Linked DNA regions of Sus scrofa: region 1 is linked to region 2. A link is a contact called in public promoter capture Hi-C data. All regions are on one chromosome and are shown on one strand. Each heading gives the region's core, a stretch centred on a gene start, on an enhancer-like site or on the middle of the called end of the contact. The rest is flanking DNA. Distances are from core to core; before and after follow the strand shown. Region 1 holds the start of LOC110261568. Region 2 holds the start of NEO1 (neogenin).

The links. Promoter capture Hi-C pulls out the DNA fragments that hold promoters and counts their contacts.
Region 1: a contact with region 2 is called in a promoter capture Hi-C map of liver, with 6 times the contacts expected there. The contact joins the promoter of LOC110261568 here to the promoter of NEO1 in region 2. A contact is called at or near these places in 1 of 5 promoter capture datasets (liver) and 1 of 47 Hi-C or Micro-C datasets (heart right ventricle).

Annotation. Positions count from the first base shown.
Region 1 is chr7:60,821,526-60,825,300 of Sscrofa11.1, forward strand. LOC110261568 reads left to right here and starts at 2,263. Exons shown (of 2, transcript XM_021099104.1): 1 at 2,263-3,222; 2 at 3,318-3,775. The coding sequence starts at 2,263. The coding sequence ends at 3,063. ARIH1 (E3 ubiquitin-protein ligase ARIH1) reads right to left here and starts at 2,592. Exons shown (of 14, transcript XM_021099101.1): 1 at 1,893-2,592. The coding sequence starts at 2,264.
Region 2 is chr7:60,297,369-60,301,280 of Sscrofa11.1, forward strand. NEO1 (neogenin) reads right to left here and starts at 2,524. Exons shown (of 28, transcript XM_021099093.1): 1 at 2,051-2,524. The coding sequence starts at 2,180.

The DNA.
Region 1 (3,775 bases), core at 1,013-3,512, 520 kb after region 2:
ATTCTATTTAAGAGCATCCTTAACATGGAGTAGAATAGCAGTTTTCTTCAAAAATCTGTTATGGAAACATGGTTAAAGCAGGACACCTAAAAAAAAAAAAAAAAAATCCCTAGTATTTTGTAGGTCTGAGTTCAGTTCATCAGCACTTACTCCTTTCCCCCTAAACTAACAAAAAAAAGATATCATATGCATTAGCTACATCTTTGTTCCAGAAATGACATAAAGAATTTGTAAGGTTTGACCTCAGTGATTAAGGGCACACTTAAGAGTTGAAAAAGTTGGATGAGATTTAACTACATGAAAACACACCTAAGTTAAAAAATAAATAGCCATGAATTTTTAAAGCTAACTAAAATGCCAAAAAACCTAGGTAATAAGTTTGAAAACCACTTTATAGATTTGCTATATACTTTATACAGTAAATAAACAAAAAAAAAGAATTCAAAGTTTCACTGTAAATTCAAGTTTCCTCAAAGAAAGAAAAATTTTCAATTTAGTGACCTAAGACCTCAACTGTCATATTTTAAGAATTAGAAAAAAAAGTAAAACTTATCTTTCTTCTACAACCCTTCAATTCTCTCCTCAAACTACATTATCTATAGGAAAGTTTGAGATTTCCACTGTTTAGTAATAGCACTAGATATCACAGATTTTTTTAAACTATTATTCAAAGCAGTCTTCCAATAGGCCTACATAGATAGTTCCATTTTCAAAAGAAAGTGTCGCCTACTAAACAATACTGTAAAAAATCATGCAAACTTCACAAGTAGGCACTGACATACTACTAATTTACCAGTGAATATTAGCCAAGCAATTTTAAGGGGGTGGGGGATTGGTTATGACTGACATACAACAAGACAATAGTAATCTTCTGTTTATGTATATATAGTTTCTTTCCATGTAACCAGTGTTTTCTAAAAGTTGCAGTGAATCAAGGCTTCATTTTTATTCTTCAATCACATCCCTGACCCCCATGACTGTTTTTCCCAAAGAGAAACTTTTGACGTCCTAAGCTCAAAAACAAAGTCCGACCCACAAGAAGGTTAAATGAGATGTGGTTATCAATTTAAACCAAGACCAACTTAATGACCACGAAATACAAATTATTAGAGAAAGGGGGTGAGTCCAGAAGCAGAAAGCCTCTACTTACTAACTCACAATAGAGGCTTGTCCAATATTAAACAATAACACTACGCTTTGCTGTTGTTTTAGCTGCAAGGCTGGGTATGCAATTCGCTGCAACTGTTCCAACAGCTTAAGTACGCTACAACTGAAAAAAGTAGTAGTTGGGTCCCAAACAAATAGCAAAGATTTAAAAAGATGCAAGCAGAAGCCTCACCATCAGAAAAGAAGACCCACGAACACCTCTTCCAAGAAACACTTCCCTTCCCCCACCTTTAAGTAGGCACTTAAGACTGCCAAGCAGATCCATTCCTTTATTAACTGGTGTCCACTTGGGGCAACCGTACAACAAGCAGCTCTTAGGCCTACTCTAACCCCTTCCAAAAGTGCTCAAGTGAGGCTGAAGGCCGGAGAAACAGTCTTAGGGGCCCAGTTCTTCCAGCTCTTCTCCACTCTGCCCTGGTAGGTGCTCCATGGGCCAGAGGAGTAACACCGGGGCCAGGACCGGCAGGAACTGCGTCCAAGAGAGAAGTCTTAGGCGGCCGGAGGCCTCCGCCATAGCAGGACCTGGAAAGCACCGCCTCCAGCGCACCTCCCCACACCCGGCAAATGTCTGCTCTACCCCCAGCAGGGGCAGCGGAGGAGACAGGGCTGGGAGGTACCGGGCTGAGCTGAGCACCAGGCCCAGGCCTGCCCCTCGGGACCGCGCGAGCAGCACGAATCCGCTCCTGGGTCCAGACCGATCAAGCAGGCGTGGGGGCCACTCTCACCTGGATGACCTCGTTGACCTCCCGGATACATTCCACCATGTGTTGCAGAATCTGCTCGGCTGTGAGCACCTCGTAGCGGTAATCCTCCTCCTGCTCGTGCCCCGACCCGCCGCCGCCGCCGCCACTGCCGCCGCCGCCGCCGCCGGGCCCCAGAGCACTGCCGCCGCCACCGCCCGTCTCCCCGCCCAGCAGTCCGTCCCGCTCCCCGCCGACGCCCAGCTCAGGCTCCACCAGCTCCACCTCGCCCAGATCCAGGTTATCATCGTCCGGCTCGTCGTCGTCGTCGTCCTCCTCCTCCTCGGCGCCGCTGTCCTCCTCGCTGCACTCTTCGTCCTCGTCGAACTCGTAGTTGTACCCCTCGTCCGAGTCCATGGCGCGACGCGCGGGGGCCCGGCAGACGCTGGCCCTAAGGCGGGGAGAGGGCGGGGACGCCGAGGCCCCGGCTCTCGCTCCGGCTCCGGCTGATGTCCGGACGCAGGCCTGGCTCCGGCCCCGCGGGCCGCAGCTCCTCCCCGGGCGCGGCGGTTGGCGGTTGGCGGCTGGCGGCGGCGGGGAGGGCGCGGAGGAGGGAGGGAGGGAGCGAGGGGGCCGCTCGTCGCCCGCCTCAATCAGACGCGGCTCCGCACCGGCCTCGGAGAGAAAACAGTCCCCAGCGCCACCTCCACGGCCGCTGCTACCGCTACTGAGCCAACAAAGGGGCGTGCGTCACCGCGTCGCGCTGCGTCGTGGCGTCACTGTTCTTGGCGTCACCGCGCCCCGCCCCTCGGCCCCTGTGTGGAGTGCGGGGAGACCCCACGGCCGGGGCTGGCCCTGGGAGCCAGGCGCCGCGGGAATCGCCGCCTGGGTTCCCGCTGCGTTCGCTGTTCGGACGGACGCTGGCCGACACCAGCTGACAGTGTACTTGAGGAGGCTGTGGCCTCCTGGTCACCGAGAGGGGGCCCTTAGGCCGCCCCGGGAGTGGTTTTGCCACTGGCTATGGGGATCCAGCCATTCGCGCAAACCAATGGGGAAGGCGGCCTTCCCACCGGGCAGTAAAGACCCTTCCCGCCCAACCTGGAGTAATTCCAGGAAGACCTTGGATGTTGAGCTAATATTCCTGTTGCCTGGGCTACTCAGAGGATTCTGTTTTATGCAGAACCTCTCAGCCACGCAGCAGGTGTTCTCGTTTTAAGTAATTCACTTGACTCTGTGCCCTGGTACAGACGTGCTGTGATTTAAGTCGCCTGTAGTGACGTCATTTAAAAGAAGCGGTCTCTAAACTCCGCTCATTAAGCGCCTATTCAAGGCCAGAACATTGGCAAAGTCGTGGCTTGCCTTAGTTGAGCACTGTGTAAGATCTATAATCTATAATCTATACGTATGAATTATAATATTAATATATAATACAACATATTAAATATGTAATGTTTTTTCTCATCGTCACAGAGCCACAGTACCTGTGTTATGCCTGAGACTCAAAGAGGAAGAGACTTGACCAAGGCCACAGAACACTTGCCCTATTTTAGACCCTGGGTGACCTTAAATATCGATCATAAAAACACTTTATAACGTATAGTATGTATTATATACTGCATTGTATATAAAATGCATTGTAAGACAACATAAGACCGGTAAAAGAAATATCTGCAGGGACCAAATAAAGCAGAGAGATAGTGCTTGTCTTTTATCTGGAAATGTGCTGTTTGAGCTTAGTGTTGATAGATGGCTAGGAGTTTAATGGAAGGTAGGGAAGATGGTCGAGCCTGAGAAAATAACCGAATTTTGAGTTCCCTGGCGGTGCAGCAGGTTAAAAGTCCAGCATTATCACTGCAGTGGCTTGGGTCGCTGATGTGGCACGGGTTCAATCCCTGGCCTGGGTACTTGCACATGTGGAGGGCACATGG
Region 2 (3,912 bases), core at 1,274-3,773:
CTGCTTACTCCCTTCTCAATTCCGTTGATGTCTCCGCGTCTCTGAAGCTTTTGAAAGAAGTGACCAACCCCCTTCTCACTGCAGTTATTCCTTTTCCTTTTGCAATGAAGCAGGATGGTTTGCAGAGAGCCAGAAGATCTGTGCTCTAGACCCAACTACAACACTAATTAGCTGTGAGCCTCCTCACCTCCACTCCTACTCAGATCTCACTTCTGAGACACTCTAACATCCAGTCAGGTTAGGTCCCTGCTGTATAGGCTTTCTCAAAACCTACTGTAATCCTTAGCAGTGTTTACCACAACTTAATTACTGTATCATTAGTAGCTGAATGGCTATCTTCTCCCCCACATACACAGGCCAGACTGCACACTCCATGAAGGCAGAGTAAACATTTCAGCCATGCTTTGCACCCCTCTCATCAGTGAAAAATAAAAGCCCATCAACTGAATTAATGTTGAAATAGATGTTATGACTGCCTAAGAGACTGATTATTTTTATTAACCTAAGGAATAAGATTACTAGCACTTTATACATATAACATTACTGACAAAATTTTAAACAGAAACTCCATCAATCACCTATCACACACTTAATATAATGAATTACATATAAAAATTTACATATAAAATTAGAGTCTTCCAAGATAATTACATTTTTCTTGCATCTACAAGATAATTACATTTTTCTTGCATCTTGTAGGTTGGATCAATTACCTACATTTCAGGACCAACATGTGCACCCTGTTTAGGCTGACTGTGTAAGTTTGATACTAAAACAGTTATTTATATAGCTGTTTTGCTAATACCCTTGGTACTTTAGGTTTCAAGCATTTAACTTTGGCAAAAAACATGTGTTATATATATTACCTAAGAAAATTTTAAAAGTTTTTTTATCAGCCAAGTTATACCGCAATGTGATTTTAAATACAAAACAGGGGACAACAAGCTATGGTTTAGTGTTTAGAAGCTGCCAATGTGCCTGATACTACGACTTTCAAATACAAAAATTTTAGATCTCACCCAGGTAGGTGAAAGTTGCCCAGTTTTATGATACACCACCTTGGTCAAAGAATTTGAACAGATTACATGCTGATTTGCCCTTCATCTCCTAAGCGTGTACCGCTCCTCAATTACACTATAAGGTCTTTACGGGCAGGTGTGCAGTTTTGTTAATTGGTCCCCTTAAGTAAGTGGGAATGCAGGCGATTTCAATAATCTATGATATAAAAAAAAAAAACCGAAAATGGCTTTACGGCTAAATATATTTAGATATTGCCACTTGAAAACAATGTACAAGTACTTAAAATCCGATGCTTAGACAATTCCCTAGGTTAAGAGCGGTTAATAGGCTGTAAATATAGTTGTAATCCCCAGGAAAGATGAGGCATTTTCATAACGGAAACACTAACAGATATAATCACTTAGAGCTGTTCTCCAAGGCGCCCTCATCGTTAAGTCAACACCACTGATTATGAGGGGACAATTGTGTCCCTCTGACACACTCTCTCTTCCGCAGCCTCTGGGCTACAAATCCCGCACGAGTAGTCCCCCGAGATCAACCAGAGCTTCCCTGGGAAATCCCTGGCCAGAGAATGCGGAGTTCAAGCCCCCCTCCCCCTTCCTTTCCTGAAAATTAATGAATTGGCCGTACGATTGTTTATTTAATGAGGTGTGTAGTGGCCTCTACTGGTGCTTGTGTGAGCACAAGAATGTCCCACTCTTACAAGTGGGATGAGCCTGGGGGAGGGGAGGGAGGCGAGGGGTGAACCTGCCTCCGGGTACAAAGCGCAGAACTAGACCCTGGAGCCCCCGACGCGCCCCCACGGCCTCTCCTCCTCCGGCGGCGCCCCCGCCTGCCCACTTCACTCTCCACCCTGCACGACCCCCTTTCTCCTCCACAACCCGGGACCAGGGAGAGAAGTTCTGCACGTTTCCTCCTGGAGCCTAAACAAAAACACCGTAGCTGCCGCTGCCGCCGCCGGCGGTACCGATGCCGCGCCCCCGCCCCCACCCCGCGCCGCCCGGGCCCGCACCCCGCGGCCGCTGCTTACCTGGGGACTGCGGTGGAGAGCCGCTCCTGGTGGCCGCGGCGCCCGACGCCCGGCGCCCAAGCAGCAGCAGGCAGCAGAGCCAGAAAGAGGAGGTGCTGAGGAGTCGCCGGGCTCCCCGCTCCGCCGCCATCTCTTCCCCGCGAGCGGCGGCGGCGGCCGCCGCAGCGCCGCGGAACCCTCGCCTCCTTCCCTCCCGCGCGCCTCAGCCGGTCCCTCGCTGCAGGCTCGGCTCCCACGGCCGCCGCCGCCGCTGCTGCTCCAGCCCGGCTCGGCCCGGCCCTCGCGGCCCCTCTCGCGGGAGGGGAGACTCGGGGGCGCCTCCCTCCTGCAGGGGGGCGGAGAGGGGAGGCAAGGGGGGGAGTCAGTACATTCCGTGGCGAGGCGGGGGGGGGGGGGTCGGTCGGTCTCCAGGTTCCAGGCGCCGCCACCCGCCGCCGACTCCGGCTCCACACACCAGCGCGAGGGGGGCGGAGACCGCGGGCGGCGGGGGTGGGGGGCGGGGACCCGGGGCGCGCACCCCCGCGCACGCGCAGGCGCGCGCCTCCCTCGCCCGCACCCCATCGGCTGGGCGCGCGGCCCGCCCTCGCTCCAATCCCGGCTGCCGCCTCGCGGGCCGAGTCGGCGGGCCCGATCCCCTCCCCCTTCTCCCGGGAGCCGAGGACCGGCGCGGGGCGCGCGCGCCGAGTGCTGCTGCTGGCGTCAGGGAAACCCCGGAGAAGCGGATCCTCCTCCTCCTCCTCCTCCTCCTAGCCCCCGCGCGCCCCCGCCTCTCTTGCTTCCAGAACCGGCAGAAATCCTCTCACCACCTTTCCCCCCTCCCTTTCCCTCACCTGCCTAGACGCCTCGGGCTGCAGAGACCTGAGAGCGAGGGACGCTCCGAGCCCGGGCTTGTCCGGGAGGCCTGAGCGGACGCGCACCTCTCTTCAGCCTGGGCCTAGGGCCTCTATATAGGGCCTCAAAGGAAACCAAATGGTCTCCGGGAGGAAACCTGGGTGCGCAGAGGGTCGGCGCGGGGATTTATATGCTGGCCAAAAACAATAGCGATCCCACCCGGCTCTTGCTGGGACCTGGCGCGGCTCCCGTGGGAGGCGGCCCGCCGCGTCGCCGCTGACCTCCCGCTTCCCGGCCGGGCCGCCCTCGCCGCGAGCTTCCCGGGGACAGAGCCGGGCCCGCCCGGACTGCGGGGCCCGCGCCCCCACCCACGGCTCTCGGCCGGCGTCCAGGGAAGCAGGGCACAGACAAAGGTGCCCGGTGTCCACTCCTGAAGCCAGTGCGGGGGCCCGGGCCGAGCCCCGTGACTCCCAGCGGCTGGTCCTCGGACTGTAACTGAGACCTTTCACCTCTATTTTTGCGGGTCACCTCGCATTTTCGTACCTGGAAATCACGTCTCTTCGCTGGTAAACTGGGAGCAGGAGGGGAGTGATTTTAAACCACTTGGTAATTGTGAGGCAGCGCCCAGGCTACCCAAAGTTAGGGAAAAGCAGTTGTGTAGTCAGACTGCTGATGAGAATACTGACAGTGTTATAAGCTGCACTCATAGAAAATATTTAGAGAAAATTTCTTTGTATCATTATGCACTTGGAGTGTCATGTTTGATTGTTAATATGAATTGGGTTTTAATTCACCGTTCTATATAGTCAATAGCCAAAACATGTTGCTTTCCACGAGTAGATGGCTAGTTGTCTGACTTCCACGTCCCTCTGTGCCTTCTCGTAATTACCGTCCTCAGATTATTTTTTATCCTGAAGTGGCAAAAAGCAGTGTAAGGTTTGCGTTACATTGGGAAGGATAAACTCAGAATCTTCATAGAACGTCTCAAATCATCAAAACGGCGGAATCAGGAACCCTTTAAAACAATTGAC